Linked DNA regions of Mus musculus: region 2 is linked to region 1. Evidence: chromatin contacts called from public promoter capture Hi-C data. All regions are on one chromosome and are shown on one strand. The core of a region is the stretch at or near the end of the contact, and the rest is flanking DNA. Distances in the headings are between cores, read along the strand shown.

The links. Promoter capture Hi-C pulls out the DNA fragments that hold promoters and counts their contacts.
Region 2: a contact with region 1 is called in a promoter capture Hi-C map of stem cell-derived epiblast-like cells, with 2.7 times the contacts expected there. The contact joins the promoter of Wdr47 here to the promoter of Atxn7l2 in region 1. A contact is called at or near these places in 11 of 39 promoter capture datasets (the 3T3-L1 cell line, the C10 cell line, cranial neural crest and 5 more), 3 of 484 Hi-C or Micro-C datasets (CD8 T cells, embryonic stem cells and regulatory T cells), 7 of 115 datasets of contacts at active chromatin or transcription factors (astrocytes, bone marrow-derived macrophages, craniofacial prominence and 4 more) and 2 of 9 other capture datasets (liver and pancreatic islet).

The regions. Positions count from the first base shown.
Region 1 is chr3:108,206,163-108,213,434 of GRCm38.p6, reverse strand. Atxn7l2 (ataxin 7-like 2) reads left to right here and starts at 2,908. Exons shown (of 11, transcript NM_001289545.1): 1 at 2,908-3,090; 2 at 4,930-4,995; 3 at 5,368-5,472; 4 at 5,831-6,041; 5 at 6,326-6,612; 6 at 7,127-7,209. The coding sequence starts at 2,964. Sypl2 (synaptophysin-like 2) reads left to right here. Exons shown (of 6, transcript NM_008596.1): 6 at 1-1,169.
Region 2 is chr3:108,587,331-108,594,602 of GRCm38.p6, reverse strand. It overlaps Wdr47 (WD repeat domain 47), which reads right to left and starts at 3,325. Exons shown (of 15, transcript NM_181400.3): 1 at 3,006-3,325.

The DNA of each region.
Region 1 (7,272 bases), core at 1,659-4,158:
TGATAAAGAAGGAAGAAACCAGCCGTTTCCCAATTTAGTGGCAATTGTCCCACTTAGCACCCCAAAGATGAATGTACCTTGTGCCAACCTGTCCTCATGACATGATCGACCCTCTCCAACCCCCTTGCCTTCCTCAATGCTACCCACATCAAGATGTATTTCTTGGGGGCCCAGGGCTCAGAATCCTTAACTTTGGGCTGTTCATTTCTTCTTTGGGTTACAATTCCCCCACCCTTCAGAGGAAGTAGGATATTTACACACTTTCAGATGCTCCCGAGCCATTCAGTAAAATAATTTGGAATTTTTGTTTTCTGCTTAAGATTTTAGGGAAAAGATTTAAGGAGGGGAAAATTTGATGAGGGTGAGAATGATCCTAAATCTGAAACTCTCTATCCTAAGTTGTCCCCATGGTTACTTAAGGACAAGGGAGACAGTTTTGCCTCCAGCTCCAGAGGTACAAAGAACAAAAGAGTGACCATTTTTCTTCAAACAAGTCCCTGTGGGGATCTGGGAGCAGCTTCGACTCAAACTGTGTTTGGATTCTGCGTCTATATTTATAATTTATTTGAACTGTGACGGATAAAGTGTTCTCATTTGGGGCCCAAGTTAGCAACTGGCCCATCAACTACTTTAGAGTAGGAGTTATCCACTCCCACCGAGCATTCGTACTCCAGGGCTCGCTCTAGGGTTGAAAAGGCTCTTCCTGGCAAGAGTCTGGCTATGGCCAAGAGAGTCTTGATTTAGGCTATGGTCTTTCCATGGCCGCCGGAAGAGGAAAGACCAGTTCACCTCATTACCTCCAGGGGGCTGGGCAGCAGTAAGTGCCAAGGGCAGCTCTGTCCTCATGAGACTCGTGTCCTCTCCAACCAGGGCTGGCACCACCACTTTGCCTAGTCAGGCCTGAAGCGGGAGAGGTGTCTGGTTTCTCTAGCTATTGCAGGAGGCCAACAAGCAGGGAACTTGCCCTTTGCCCTGGTAGACTTTACCATGTGGAGACGCCTATCCAGGACCTTTCTTAGACATGAGTCCCCTTCAACATCCTGACCATGGGCCTCCTATTTCTGGGATTGCAGATCGAGGATGTGGGGAGAATGTTGCATGTTGTTCTGTGGTGCTTGTTACTACACATTTGAATAAACAGTGCTGCGAACATTTGCCAAGAAGAAGCCAAGACCAGAGGACTTCTGGGGATTTTTTTCCCCTTCTCCTTTTCCCTCGCTCTATGTTCTTGGACAAATTTCAGCATTTCTACCAAGACACTCCTCTCCTTGCAACTCTGAACCCCAGGCAACAGAGTCTGCTGGCTAGGCAATTGCTTCTGGCAAGCCCCAGTCTAGTGACATCGACTCTTTTGGCGGCACCCAATTACTCCAAAGAAACCAAGACTCATTAGCAAACTTGGACCAAACTCAAAAGGCAAAAGACAGTGGCTTCCACAATGCTGCCTCCGTTTGCTCTCCTACCATCTGTGACCCAAAGGACAAATCGAGGGCCATATGCTTCCCTCTTCTCACTGTAGTGTTCACGCTGCACAAACTCACACCTATCCATCTCCTCAGACAGTCACATGTCACATTTACATTCTCTAGAAAAATGTACTTGGGCACAGTTTTACATTTAGTCTCATCAGGTTTCTGGGCCTCTTAGGGACCACCTCTGGGTGGGTCTTAGGTTTAGAACTTCTGCCCTCAGATGTTATTCTTTATGTAGTTAAACTGCTCTTATATGGGAGGCAGAAAGTCACAGACCTTGACTTAATTGCTCCCAAACTTGGCTTCATTTTAGGCAAAGGGATGCAATATGGCGTGATGGGTGAGGTAGTCAAAGAAAAAGAGGATTAATATTTAATTTCCAATGAGAATGGGGACGGAGATGAAGGTAGATTTTTGTCTCTTCTGTGAGGGTGGGAAGAAATATTATCAGCTGAGAAGGTGGGTGATTAAGGTACTTTCTGGACCTTAGCAGAAAAAAAGAAAGAAAGAAAGAAAGAAAGAAAGAAAGAAAGAAAGAAAGAAAGAAAAGAAAAGATAGATATGAGAAACCTCCCTATGCCAAGGCTTCAATAGCAGCTTTTCCAGCGGTGAAAAGATTCACTAGAAAAAGAAGCCAAAATGATGAATGGAGTCAGGGTCCAGCCAGGATTTGGGAAGAGGCGGTGCAGGTTATCGATTGTAGTTCCCAGGAGGAGAGAGACGATCAGCAGAGACACTGCAAACACCAGCAGCCTTGGGGCTACCCTAGTTCTGGGGCTGGTTCTGGATCGGCGATAGCCTTCTGTCATACTGACAGGTGATCTTAGCAAGCTCAGCCAGGTCCTCCCAAACCTAAGACACAGTACTCCAAACCTCCGTTCTGCATCAAGGCAGCGTGCGTTTCCCATAGAGGAACAGCACAGGAGCTGTGGCCCTCCCCCACCCCAAGCCCTGTGTCCTTCAGCACGTCCTGCACACTCCCTCCCCTTGCCCTTCTGATTCACTGCGCCCACCTCCTTGCACCTACCCTATTCGATCTACAGGGGTGCAGAGGCGCTTCGTGGCCGCCAGCCCAGGAAGGGGCGCCAGCCAGCTGGCGGATGCACGGCTTTAGAAGAGTATCTTGGGCAGAAAGAGGTTTGGGGCTCGGGTATGCGCAGTAAGTTTGGGAGAGTGAACTAGTGGCACAAAGGACGTGTACGGAGGGGTTGAAAGAGGATATCCCGAGGCTTTGATCTCTCCTTCCCCGCGTGCGATTGTGCATTTCGGAAGGGATCCCTCGGCTAGCTCCGTAAGCATCGCCACCCCTCCGCAACTACACTTCCCAGAAAGCTGTGTTGAGAGTGAGGTAGTGGCAGGAGGCACGAGCTGCGCTTGCGCAGAGAGTGAACTGGCAAGGTAGGGGGAGAGGGAGGCGTGCCCCCGGTCGGAGGGTGGGGGGAGGGGGCCGCGCGGCGGCGGCGCCAGGGCGGGCGCGCGTCCGCGGCGGTGATGGCGGTGCGTGAACGCGCGGTGGCAGCAATGGCCGCTCTGGAGCGGCGAGTGCCGAGTCTCGATGACTTCGCGGGACAGAGCTGGAGCTCGTGGGTGGAGCGGGCCGACCTGCCTGCGGCAGACGGTGAGTACAGACACATTAGAATCCGGGGACCCCATCACTATCTCCCCTCCCCCCCAGGGCCCCCTCCAGCTGAGGGGAGCCGCCGACTAGAGCCGCCGTCCGGCTCCCCGGCCCCCCAAACAAAGGACCCGCCGGGTCCTAGTGCCCGCCTGCTCAGACACCTTCGCGCCTCCGGGTCCTAGCGCCGGCGTATCGCTCGCAGCCCACCCTGCCCACCTCTGTCTCTGCGGGTGTACAGTACCTGCCCCCCACTTTACTTGCCTTTATCTTTCTTCTCGTGAGCCGTCCTCCAGCTTTTTTCGGTTCTGCACCTGCTCCGGCTCTACCCATCTGCAACAGTCCTCTCCACGTGTTTCCCACGCACCCCACTTCTGTGCCCCCCTCCCCACCCACTTGATTCTTCGCCTTTTGCCCCGCACCTTAGCTTCTTTCAACGTCTCCCTGTCTGCTCAGTTTTCCCGAACCCCCGCCCCCTCTGCTTTAGTTCATCCATCCTCCATCCATCCATCCATCCATCCTCCCGACCTCCCTCTATCAGTCCATCCATACATGACTCCAAGCCTCCATCCTTTCCTGGGCCTCTTGTCCTGCCCCTTGGCTCTCTTCCTTGACCCCTATTTTCTGTAGGCCCTTGAGTGTCTTTGGTGAGCAGGCCTGCAGCCCCTTCTGATCTTTGTCTCCTGGGCCCCAGGGAGCACCTGGCCTCGTGGCCTTTCGGGGTGACAACAAGCATCACACCCCTGAAGAAGTTTGCAAGTGAGAAGAGGTGGAGGAGGAGATCTCATGGAGCGGTCTCTAATGCCACTTGTTCTCTTTTGAGACCTCTGACTTACAGCTCTGTTCTGTCATTCCCCACACTTGAATTTAAGGGACTTAAAAGAGTGGGAGCTGCCCCTTATCTTTTGCATGCCTAACCCACTACCACTTACATCTGGGTATTATGATTGCCAATAATCTTCTCATCCTAGAAAGGGGCCACTCTGTTAGTGAGCATTAGAGAGTCATCCTAGATGGGCATACAGGCCACCCTTGGACTGCCCCCATGCTGAGTGGGCTAAGATGGGGCCCTCGCTGGGTCTAGGTGCACTGAGAACTGGAAATGGACTCAGATTTGGTGACTCAGAATTGATCCCCCCACCCCCACCCCAAGGGACAGGGAGGGGGCTTAGAGGAGGGGGGCGAGGAGTGAGGTAGGGGGATGGGGAAAGAGCTGCTTTGCACAGCTAAGATGTTTTTGTCATTAACCCAGAAACTGAGGTACAAGGGCAACCCCTGGACAAAGCCCCCCTAAGAAGGGGAGGGGCTTGCGTAGCTGATCAAGGAGACTTTGAAGATGCCAAAGGGTCCAAAGACAACAGTTTTTCTACTCTATGGCCATCCTATCAGTGCAGGACCTGAGAAGCTGAGTGTAACTTTGATGATACTATGGTAACTTGGGTGGAGCAAAATGAGTTTATGGGGGTGGGGATCTGGGAGGGCATTTGTCTGGGATGCCACAGAGTAGAAGAAAGGACCCATGCGAGCAGTCTCAAAAGGGACCTGTAGAAAAATTTTAGAACCATTTCCCTTTTAAATGGGGGAAGCAAGGCCCAGAAAAGAGACATTTACCCATAGTGGCCCATCTAGTCAGCCGTGGAACTAACTCTGTACTGTACCCGGGAGTGAAGGGTCACTGTGATCCTTAATGGGGTCATCATAGGCATTTGTGAGTGACCCGTGGAAAGTGTCTTCAGGAATTCTGAGTGCTTGTCTGGGAATGTGGGCTTCATACCATTGGGCTGCAGGCCCTGCTGGGTTCTGGGACTCGGGTGGGCATCCTCAACTGTGCTTCTCCTCCAGGGGCTGAACTAGAGGAGAACAGCAAAAACACGAAGAAACTTGACGCCATGACCCTCATTAAAGAAGGTGGGAGTCCTGCACAGAGGCTGGGTGTCGGGAACGTGGACCAAGCTTTCCCTCTCCCACTGGAGGAAGGAGCTTGAAGCAGCAGCGGGACTGCTGGGGGAAGAAACCTCCTTTTGATAAGTCTGAGTCAGTCAGTTGTCCTGGCCCCTGGGACCTGCTGGTGGTGATCCTAATCACGTGTGGTTGGTGCCCACATACAGGAAAGCCCATACACTTTGGGTCTGGTCAGATGGACTGGGGAGGCTGGGAGCGTCCAGCAGAACTATCAGTTGGAAGGCTGAGCGTCTTCTAAGTGGTGGCGTTGAGAGTGTTCCTTGAGCTAGGGAAATCCGGAGAATTTGACCCGAGTGATAAAGGGTTCTGTCGTTGCAGACATGTCCATCTTCGGGCACTGCCCTGCCCATGATGACTTCTATTTGGTTGTATGTAACCACTGCAGCCAGGTGGTGAAGCCCCAAGCCTTCCAGAAGCATTGCGGTGAGGGGCACCCTAGGGAGGCGATAAGGGGGCGGGCGGGTGGGTGGGATGGTGGAACATGGACCTCTTAGGACATTGTCAGTCTGGAGGTCATATGGGCTAAAGGAAGATGGTGCTGGGGACAGCTTGAGTGTTGGAGGTGTCGGGATTATTGTTGGAACAAGCTTCTAGCATCAAGTGAAGTTAAGAGGCTCAAGAAGCGTGGTCTAGAATTTTGACTCTTGAAAGGCTCAATCTTAAATGGGAAGGAGAGACACTCACAACCCAAGCGCTAGGGATTGGCGGGCTGGTTAGGAGAGGGGGAAGGAGGCACTCAATACCGCTCACCTCAGTTACTCTCTCCACCTCCTGGTGACAGAAAGAAGACATGGGCCCCTCAGCAAGCTTTATGCCCGGGCCCCACCCCCACCTCCAGCCCCTGCCAGCTCTCAAAAATGCCATGTAGTGAATGGGCAGGGCCCAGCTTGTAGAGCCCCAGGTTCCACCAAAACCTCCTCCAGGGAGAAGGGCCAGGGGTCCCGGAGCCGTGGCCATCAGCCTCCTGAGAAGACCCAGAAGGACAGCCTCTGGTAAGAAGAAGCTGGAAACCCCTAAAAGTAGCCCTGACCCTGACCCAAGAAAGGGTTGACACTTAGCCCTGCTTGCAGGATACTGCTCACAGCCAAGAAATAGCTAACCCCATCTGCAGCTCCTTCCCATATATTCCAGGGAACATGGGCTCCCCCTTTTTTTCCACGCCTCTCTTGGAGTTCACCCAAGCTCCAGAGCTAGGGAGGAGATGGCTCTGGGCTAGAGTCCAGACCCCAGTCCCAGCCTCCCCACCTCCCAGCCCATACCCTCTCTCCACGTGTAGCCTTTTCGTGCCTGTGGTGAATCTGGAGAAGATATCCAGTCTCCCGAAACCTGATGCACATGGAGTCAGGGTGGCCCCACCCTCTGCTCTCCTCAGTCAGCCAGGAGGCCTCCCCAAGGACTCCCCTGGAAAAGTCCCCACGGCCCCCTCTCCTAAAGAACCTCCTGGCAGAGAGAACATCGAGCTTGTCCCCGGTGAGGGCTCCAGTCACCGCGCCGAAGGCAGCCCCCCGGAGAAGGAGGCCAGTGGAGCCAGGCTTCCTCCTAAAACCCACCGAAAGATGGCTCGTGAGTAGTTATGGACGTGGGACTCAGAAAGGCGGAGTGGAGACCTCACTGGGCTTCTCTGTTCTTGGGTCAGGAAGGAGTGAACCTGTCCAGGTCTGACCATTACCGCTTGGAGGGTGTGGCAGCCCCATTACCTCCTGTCCTGCTTGTTCCCAGAAAGCCTTGCTGGTCCAGGTCTCTGAGGTAGTCTGAGAGAACACGAGGCTAAGCCAGCAGAGTCACTCATACCTGCCTTGACCATTCTCTCCTTCCCCACATCCTACAGCTGTTTTTCCTGACATCTAAGATGTAGGTAGCTGCTTTTGCTTCTTGGTACCGACTGCCCTGCTTTGGGCTTCCAGTCTTCCAAGAGTACCTGGGCCAGGCATAGGGCTGAGTTGGTTTAAACCCAAGGGTGAGGCTCTCCTGCCTTAGTCCTACTGCTTCCTGGGCCCTTGGCAGGAAGAGGCCAGATTCTTCCTTGGCTCCTCCCCCAAATGGACTTGCGATTCATTGGAACCTCTTTCCCCCACAGGGAAGGAGTTCGACCTCAACAGGCAGTGCGGGGTCATAAATCCAGAGACCAAGAAGATCTGTACACGCCTATTGACTTGCAAGGTAACCCCATCTCTCTGCATGATGATGGGAGGCAGGTTTAGCACAGACAAGGAACCTTGGAAA
Region 2 (7,272 bases), core at 2,076-4,575, 380 kb before region 1:
TTTAATAATAAATAAATCTTTGGGCCAGAGCGAGCAGGGCCAAAGTGAGCAGGGCCGGAGCGAGCGGGGCTGGAGCGAACAGAGGTCCTGAATAAAATTCTCAGCAACCGCATGACGGCTCACAACCATCAGTACAGTTACAGTATACTCATATACATAAAATAAAATAAAATAAATAAATCTTAAAAAATAAACAAACAAGAGGGAATAAGGTGGACAGTGATGGCACACACCTTTAGTCCCAACACTCCTTGGGAGGCAGAGGCAGGCAGATGTTGTATGTTGGAAGCCAGCCTGCTCTATGGAGAGGTCCAGGGCATACAAATAAAAAAACATAAAACCAAGAGGGGAAGTTAGAATTTAAGTAACGGTGAACCTTTTTAAAATTGGAACTGTAAAAATGAAAAAGGCCGTTTTTCCTGTGCTATGTGAGGATTTTCCATTCATTAATTAAGAATGCCTAAAACAAAGCTTCTTAAACTTTTGCACTTAGGACAGAAAAAAACTAAACACAGCTTAGAATTCACTTAGCTTCAGTCAAGTCCAACAGGAAGTCTATTTTGAAATCTCTAAATGTTATCTTAGAAATTAATGTTAATATTGCCTTCTCTTTGTGTCATCTTTGATTTGTATGAATTTATCCAATTCTTCAAATGAAATTAAGGACTATTTCATGTGTCATTTACACACCTACAGATCTTTTTCTTGAATACTGAAGCTTATTCAACAGAACTTTATTTCTGTTGTTCTGGGAATCAAGCTAGACAGTACTCAGCCACTGAACTACAGACCCAGCCTGAATTAGTGTCAATACCTCAATTTGAAAAACTTAGGTCAGAGGGGATAAAGTTATGTTTGCATTAGTCATGAACCTGTGACCTGCAGTGAGGATTATCTAGTGCCAAATATAACTCCTCAGTTATTAGCAGTAGCCTTATTTGCAAGAAAGTATCACTAACTCATATACAAAAGCAAAACCCTCCTTCCCCACATCACCACAACTGAAGCAAACCCTCTACTGAGAATGAGGAAACGCCTCCATTTTTCTCATAAGCCTTTTAAGGCCACTGTAATAAAAAAGGTCTTGAATCTAGAAATGTTAAAAAGATTACACAGAAAATGATAATACTCCCTCTCAGTGTTCCCCTCTGGTAAAAGGTAGTCAACAGATTCCTTAATATTTTCCAAAGCACTTGCAACTGAACTGATTTATTCAACATCACAGTCCACTCTCAGACTAAAACAACACCAGGCATTATCCCTATTTCACAGAATAAGAAAACAAGGTCAATGGTAGGATAAATATCTCTTCCAAGACTGTAATTACAGAAGCAAAGAGAAGCTTCCATCCAGGCAATCTGATTTTCAGGCAACTGACCTACCAAGGAAAATTGGACATTTTTCTTATTTTGACATATTTCTTATTTGCTTTTCAAACTGTAGCATATACTAAACAAGTCATACGGTGTCCATTCAATAACAAACTATTTGACAAACAGAAAGAAACTGCACAATTATGTAACTGCAAACACTGATTAGCACTCTTGCTCTCTTATGATACATTCCTACTACTGATTTTCACAAAAAAAAAAAAAAACCTAGAAAAGTGGCAAGGTGGGAAATAAGTTAAATCTCTCTCTCTCTCTCTCTCTCTCTCTCTCTCACACACACACACACACACACACACACTCAGTAATGGCAGCCCAATTCAAGTTCATGATCTGGTTGTTTGCCTTACATATACTGTTATGGATTATTTCCTTGTCTTTCCCATTTACGTGTTACTTTGTTGTTGGAAGCAATGTTCCTCCCCCTCCTCCAAACCTTAATGCACAATGATTCGTTATATCTCCCACCTAAATAAGACCTCCAGAATGTGCCATATAAAGAAAATTCGACTGCTAGGCGTTTCTCCTTTCTAGTAAAATGCTAACATAACATATGCCAACACTTGAGACCCCCCCCCAAAAAAAAGAAGTGGTATTATCTGTGAAAAAGATTTACAGCCCTTTTAAACCTGTATGTTAATTCCTGTGCCATTAACTTTTTATAGCATTCTATGAACTCTCTACAACAAAGGGGGGAAACTAAGTGTCAGGATTTCAACCGATGAATCTGGGTGGAACAAAGACTTCTCCTCTCATTATGCAGTGAGAACCAAGTTGCCAAAAAAAAAAAAAAAAAAAAAAAGCTCCCCTCAGACGACACCCTTCGTAGTTACTAGCTGCATGTCTGGATGTACAGGGGGGAAATCATCAGGTCAAATACTGCCGCTGCCTACTTGGTTCCTACCCCTTTGCCAAAGGCGTCGTCCCAGAGCTAGAGCCCCAATCTTTTTCTCCCCAATACAGCTAAGCAGCTTAACCCTCTGAGTTCCATAACCTCCGGTGTCTTACGCAGGCGTCCCCGGGAACAAATCACGTTCGAAATTCAGTCGATGCCCCTGTCCCCACCCTCCCAGACCCCACAGGACTGCTCCTAACAGCCACTGGCCTGGCGTCAGAAAGGGCAAACCCGGATCCCCCACAAACCCTCAACCCCGCCACTCCCTACCCATTCGCCGGCCAAGGCGAGCAGGGAAAGGGACCAGCGCGCAGCCCTCAGTCTCGCCCCAGCCCAATAGAGGGGCGAGGCAGATGCAGCCCAGTCAGCCCTCCTCGCGCCCCTCAGCAGCGGCGAGGTGGATACTCCATACCAGGGCGAGGGGCATCGCCCAGCCGCCCGAATCAGACTGGCAAGTAGGGGAAGGTGTGGTCCAGCAGTGGCGGCCTGGATAGATTGCCTGGCGGGTCCCAGGTCCTGTCCCCGAGACACCCGGGCCTCGCCCGCATCCCATCTTCTCGCAGTCGCCACCAAAGCCTACCCAAGACACTCCTCCCGGCTGCGAACGCCGCCCAAGGGGCTGTGGGGTCTGCGCCGCATCAGGCTAGTGACAGGTGGCGACGGGTGACCATGGCAACCCACGGTGCACGGCGGCCCGCCCCCGCCTCCTGGAATCCGCTCACCTGAGAGCTCCGGGCGGAGCCGGCAGAAGCGGTGGAGGAAAACGCGGAGGAGAGGCCGGCGGCCAGAGCCCCGAGACAGCCAATTCCAGTCTAAGGCGCGAGCGCGAGGGCGGCGGTCTGGGCTAAGCAGCCCGCACGTCAATCCATCAGCTCGTCAGCCGGTCCTGCTCGCGTCCGCCCCGATCCCGCCTCCGACCGCTCCGCTCCGCGGACTGCGGTTGTCAAGCGCCGCTGGAACGGAGCTCCAGCCGCCAGCTGCAGCCAATCACTGCTCGTCCCTGGAGCCGCCTCAGGACCCCTCCTCGCGAGGCGGCTAGGCAGGTGCCTGAGCAGAAGAGTCGGCTGGGCCAGCCCAGGAGGGTAGGGCGGGGCCTAGAGGCGGGGCCTAACACGGGGGCGGGCAGAATCTAAGACTGACGCCTGGAGGCTCCTGGCCCTCGCCTTCTCTGCTCTTATGGTTTAGGAGATGACTGTAAGGAGAATGTAGGCCCAGAACCTTCGGGTGACGCTATGTTATGTCCCAAAATAGCGTGGACAGGTGTGGTAGTTTGAATGAGAATTGCCCCCATACTCATGCATTTGAATGCTTGTCCCCAGTTACTGGACTGACAGGAAAAGATAAGGATAGCAGTTCTCAACGTATGGGTCCCAACACCTCCTAGGAGGGTAACATATCATATAATTTCAATTCATAGCAGTAACCAACTGGTCTGAAGTAGCAACGAAAATAATTTTATGGCTGGGGGTGAGGAGGCCACCAAAAGATGAGCAACTGTATTAAAGAGTCGCAGCATTAGGAAGGTTGAGAACCACTGGATTAGGTGTGAACAAGTTGGAAGAGATGTCACTGAGGGTGGTCTTGGAGGTTTCAAGAGCCAGTCCTTTCTGGCTTTTTTTTTTTTTTGTAAGATTTATTTATTATATGTAAGTACACTGTAGCTGTCGCCAGACACCCCAGAAGAGGGCATCAGATCTCACTATGGATGGTTGTGAGCCACCATGTGGTTGTCAGGATTTGAACTCAGGACCTCCAAATAGAGCAGTCAGTGTTCTTAACCGCTGAGCCATCTCTCCAGTCCCAAGCCAGCCTTTTCTTCGTTTTATGTCTGGTGCTTGTGGATCACGTGTAAGCTGTTAGCAACTGCTCCAGCATCAGGCCTCCCTGTCTGCTGGCACATTCACTGCCAAGACCGTCATGAACTAACCCTCTGGAACCCTGAGCTAAAAATTAAATGCTGTCTTTTATAAGTTGCCTTGGTCGTGGTGTTTCATCACATCAATAAAAAAAGTAGCTAGGACAACCTGTCTGACACTTCCAAATGTCTTCTGTGCACTGGGTTTGACTCTTAATTCTACTCCAACGATTAACTAATAAAGCTTAAGTGAAATAAATACTCCTTCCTTGCCCTTTTCCGTACTCCATCTCCCTCCATGAAAACCATCCCCTTCCAGGCTCTCCATGTGTAAAGCTAATCCTATCTTGAAGCACTTAACAAGGCTGCTGTTTTGAACTGCCCTTTTATTTACAGTAGTAACCTCACTCCTACACATTTGTGTAGTAGTATTCCCCCAGATACGTACTGCTCAAGGAGCTGAACCTCCAGGAACCTTAGCATAAAGAATCCAGAACTCAGGAGGCAGAGGTAGACTTATGAGAGATTTACCTGGCCTGGTTTACATAATGAGTTCCAGCCAGCAAAGGCTGGGACCTCAAAAACAAACAGACAAAAAATCCAGTTCAAGATAAATGGCCAGGTGAGTCACAGCATTGTGTATGCACATAACATATCCAATAAATAAATACAATACTTTAAAGACCAAGTATGTTGGTGCATGCCTGTAATTCCAGCAGGATAAAGAGTATTGCAGATTGGAGGCCAGTCTGAGCCCAGCTACATAGTAAGAGTCTGTCTCAAAATAAGATGGGACTGCAGAGATGGGTCTGTGGTTAGTGCTTGCCATGCAGTCATGAAGAACAGGGTTTGGATCATCAGTAGTTATTCAAGGCTGGTGGCCACCTGTAAACCCGGAGCTTCAGAAGCAGAGATGGATCATGGGAGTGAGGGACACAAGCTGACTAACTGTCAAACTCTGTCAAGGAGAAACGTTGCCTTAATGAATAGGATGAAGAGTGATCAGAGTCAAGCACTATCAATTCTGGCTTCATACACATATACACATGCACAGAAGAGGGGGAGAAGAGGAAGGAGGAGGGAGAGGAGGAGGGAGAGGAGGAGAGGGAGGAGGAGGGAAACCCAAAAAGATAAGTCGTAGTTTAAAAGTTGTAGAGAGAACATTTTTAATTTCAGGGAGAAATTAAAATATCTGAACTTCAAAACATCAATTGCCCAGTTCACCTAAATCCTAGAAGAAAATCATATAGTATCTTAGTCACTATTCTATTGCTCTAAAGAGACCACCTGATGAAGGCAAGTGTTATAAGAAAAAGCTTCTAGGGATGGAGAGATGGCTCAGCAGTTAAGAGCACTGACTGCTCTTCCAGAGGTCCTGAGTTCAATTCCCAGCAACCACATGGTGGCTCACAACCATCTGTAATGAGATCTGATGCCTTCTTCTGGTGTGTCTAAAGACAGCTACAATGTACTTACATATAATAAATAAATAAATTAAGAGGAAAAAACCTTTTATCTGGGACTGGCTCACAGTTTCAGAGCTTCAGTCCATTATCAACATGACAAGAAGCAAGACAGCCTACAGGCAGATACTAGAGGAACAGCTGAAAACAGACATCCTGAATTTAGGCCAAGAGACTCTGGGCCTGGCATGGGCTTTTAAAATCTTAAACCCCACCCCCAGTGACACACTTCCTCCAACAAGGCAGCACCTCCTAACTCTTTGAATTCTTTCTAATAGTGTAACTCCCTGGTAACTAAGCATTCAAATATTTGAGCATAGGGGGCCATTCTCATTCAGACCACCACAAGCAGCTTGGCAGGAATGAAGACATTTGAAGGGAAATGTGGGCCCCTCCTTTCAGTTACCAGACTCTTGAGACTAGTCCCTAGGAAATTAGAATTTCACTGGGAATCTCACGCTGGGAAAGGCCTGGTGCCAGCCAGAGGAAGACCTTGTCTGGGGGGGTGGGGGGCGCCCCAGGAAGATTTCCAACAATGTTGACATCTGGTTACACTGCCAGAGGCAGAAATCCAGACCAAGAGGGCTTAGCCAATGCATGCTTCTGGCCCTCTGATTGAACCTAAACTCCATGAAGAGGGACTTGGAGGGTCACTGTTCTTCTTTGTTCTTCTTCCTAATGTGGTCACATTGAAGAAATCTTTCTCTGCCTTTTGCTATTGCTTTAATTGGCATATTGAAGAGCCAGTGACTGAACCTAGGTTACTAGGGCTGCCAGGATCTAGGCTCTGCCCCTAATAACTCTGGTAAGATTTATTATGAATCTTCTCAGTGTTTGGTTTTAGACCATGGGACAAGGGGCTGAGGTGTAAACTTTACTTGTCAAAGCAGACTGGCCTCCAGGTCCTCCCAGCATTCTTCAGTCCCTACCAGGCATACCCTGCCCCCAATCCTGAACTTGCCAGCCCAGGGGCTGGGCTGCCCTTCCTCCAGAGGCTCTTCCCTATATAAGACAGACATTTTGATCTCTTTCATGCTCTCCCTCTCCCTACCCTCTCTGCACATGGCCTCACTCTTTCTCTCTTTCTCGTCCTCATTCCCTTTCTCCCTCCTCCTGGCAATAAACCTGCCTTTATATATTTTAATCTGACTTTTCTTCTGACAAGCAGGGCCTCCTTCCCCCTCACCAGTTTGAACTGGTCAGATATGTTCAAGGACAGTCCTGAACACATTCATGAAGCGGTGGGTCTGTTAGCTCCCCTTTATTTGTCTCAATAGACCAAACCAGTCTCAGGGCAAGGGAAAAGTCCCTGCCCCATACCACTGTAAATACATGTTTACCTGAAGCTGGCTAACTCAAAATTAGGGGAAGGGGACCTGTCTCAGGCCACCAAAAGCACTTAAAACTCCCAGTCCTTCCCTGGAAAAACAGACTTCAGATCCTGATGGCCCCCTCTGCTCTGTGGGGAGTCTTTCTCTGTACTTGTGGCCTGTGTTTCACTTGTAATAGCTTGTTGCATGCTATGTCTGAGATTTTTTTTTCCTGCCTTTTATTTCTTTAGTTGGCTGAGAAAAACAAACATGATCAAGACCCCCACAGACAAAACTCTTAAAACCTTACTCCTTATTTCCTGCCCTAATTCCTTGTATCAACCCCAAATTTTAACTTAAA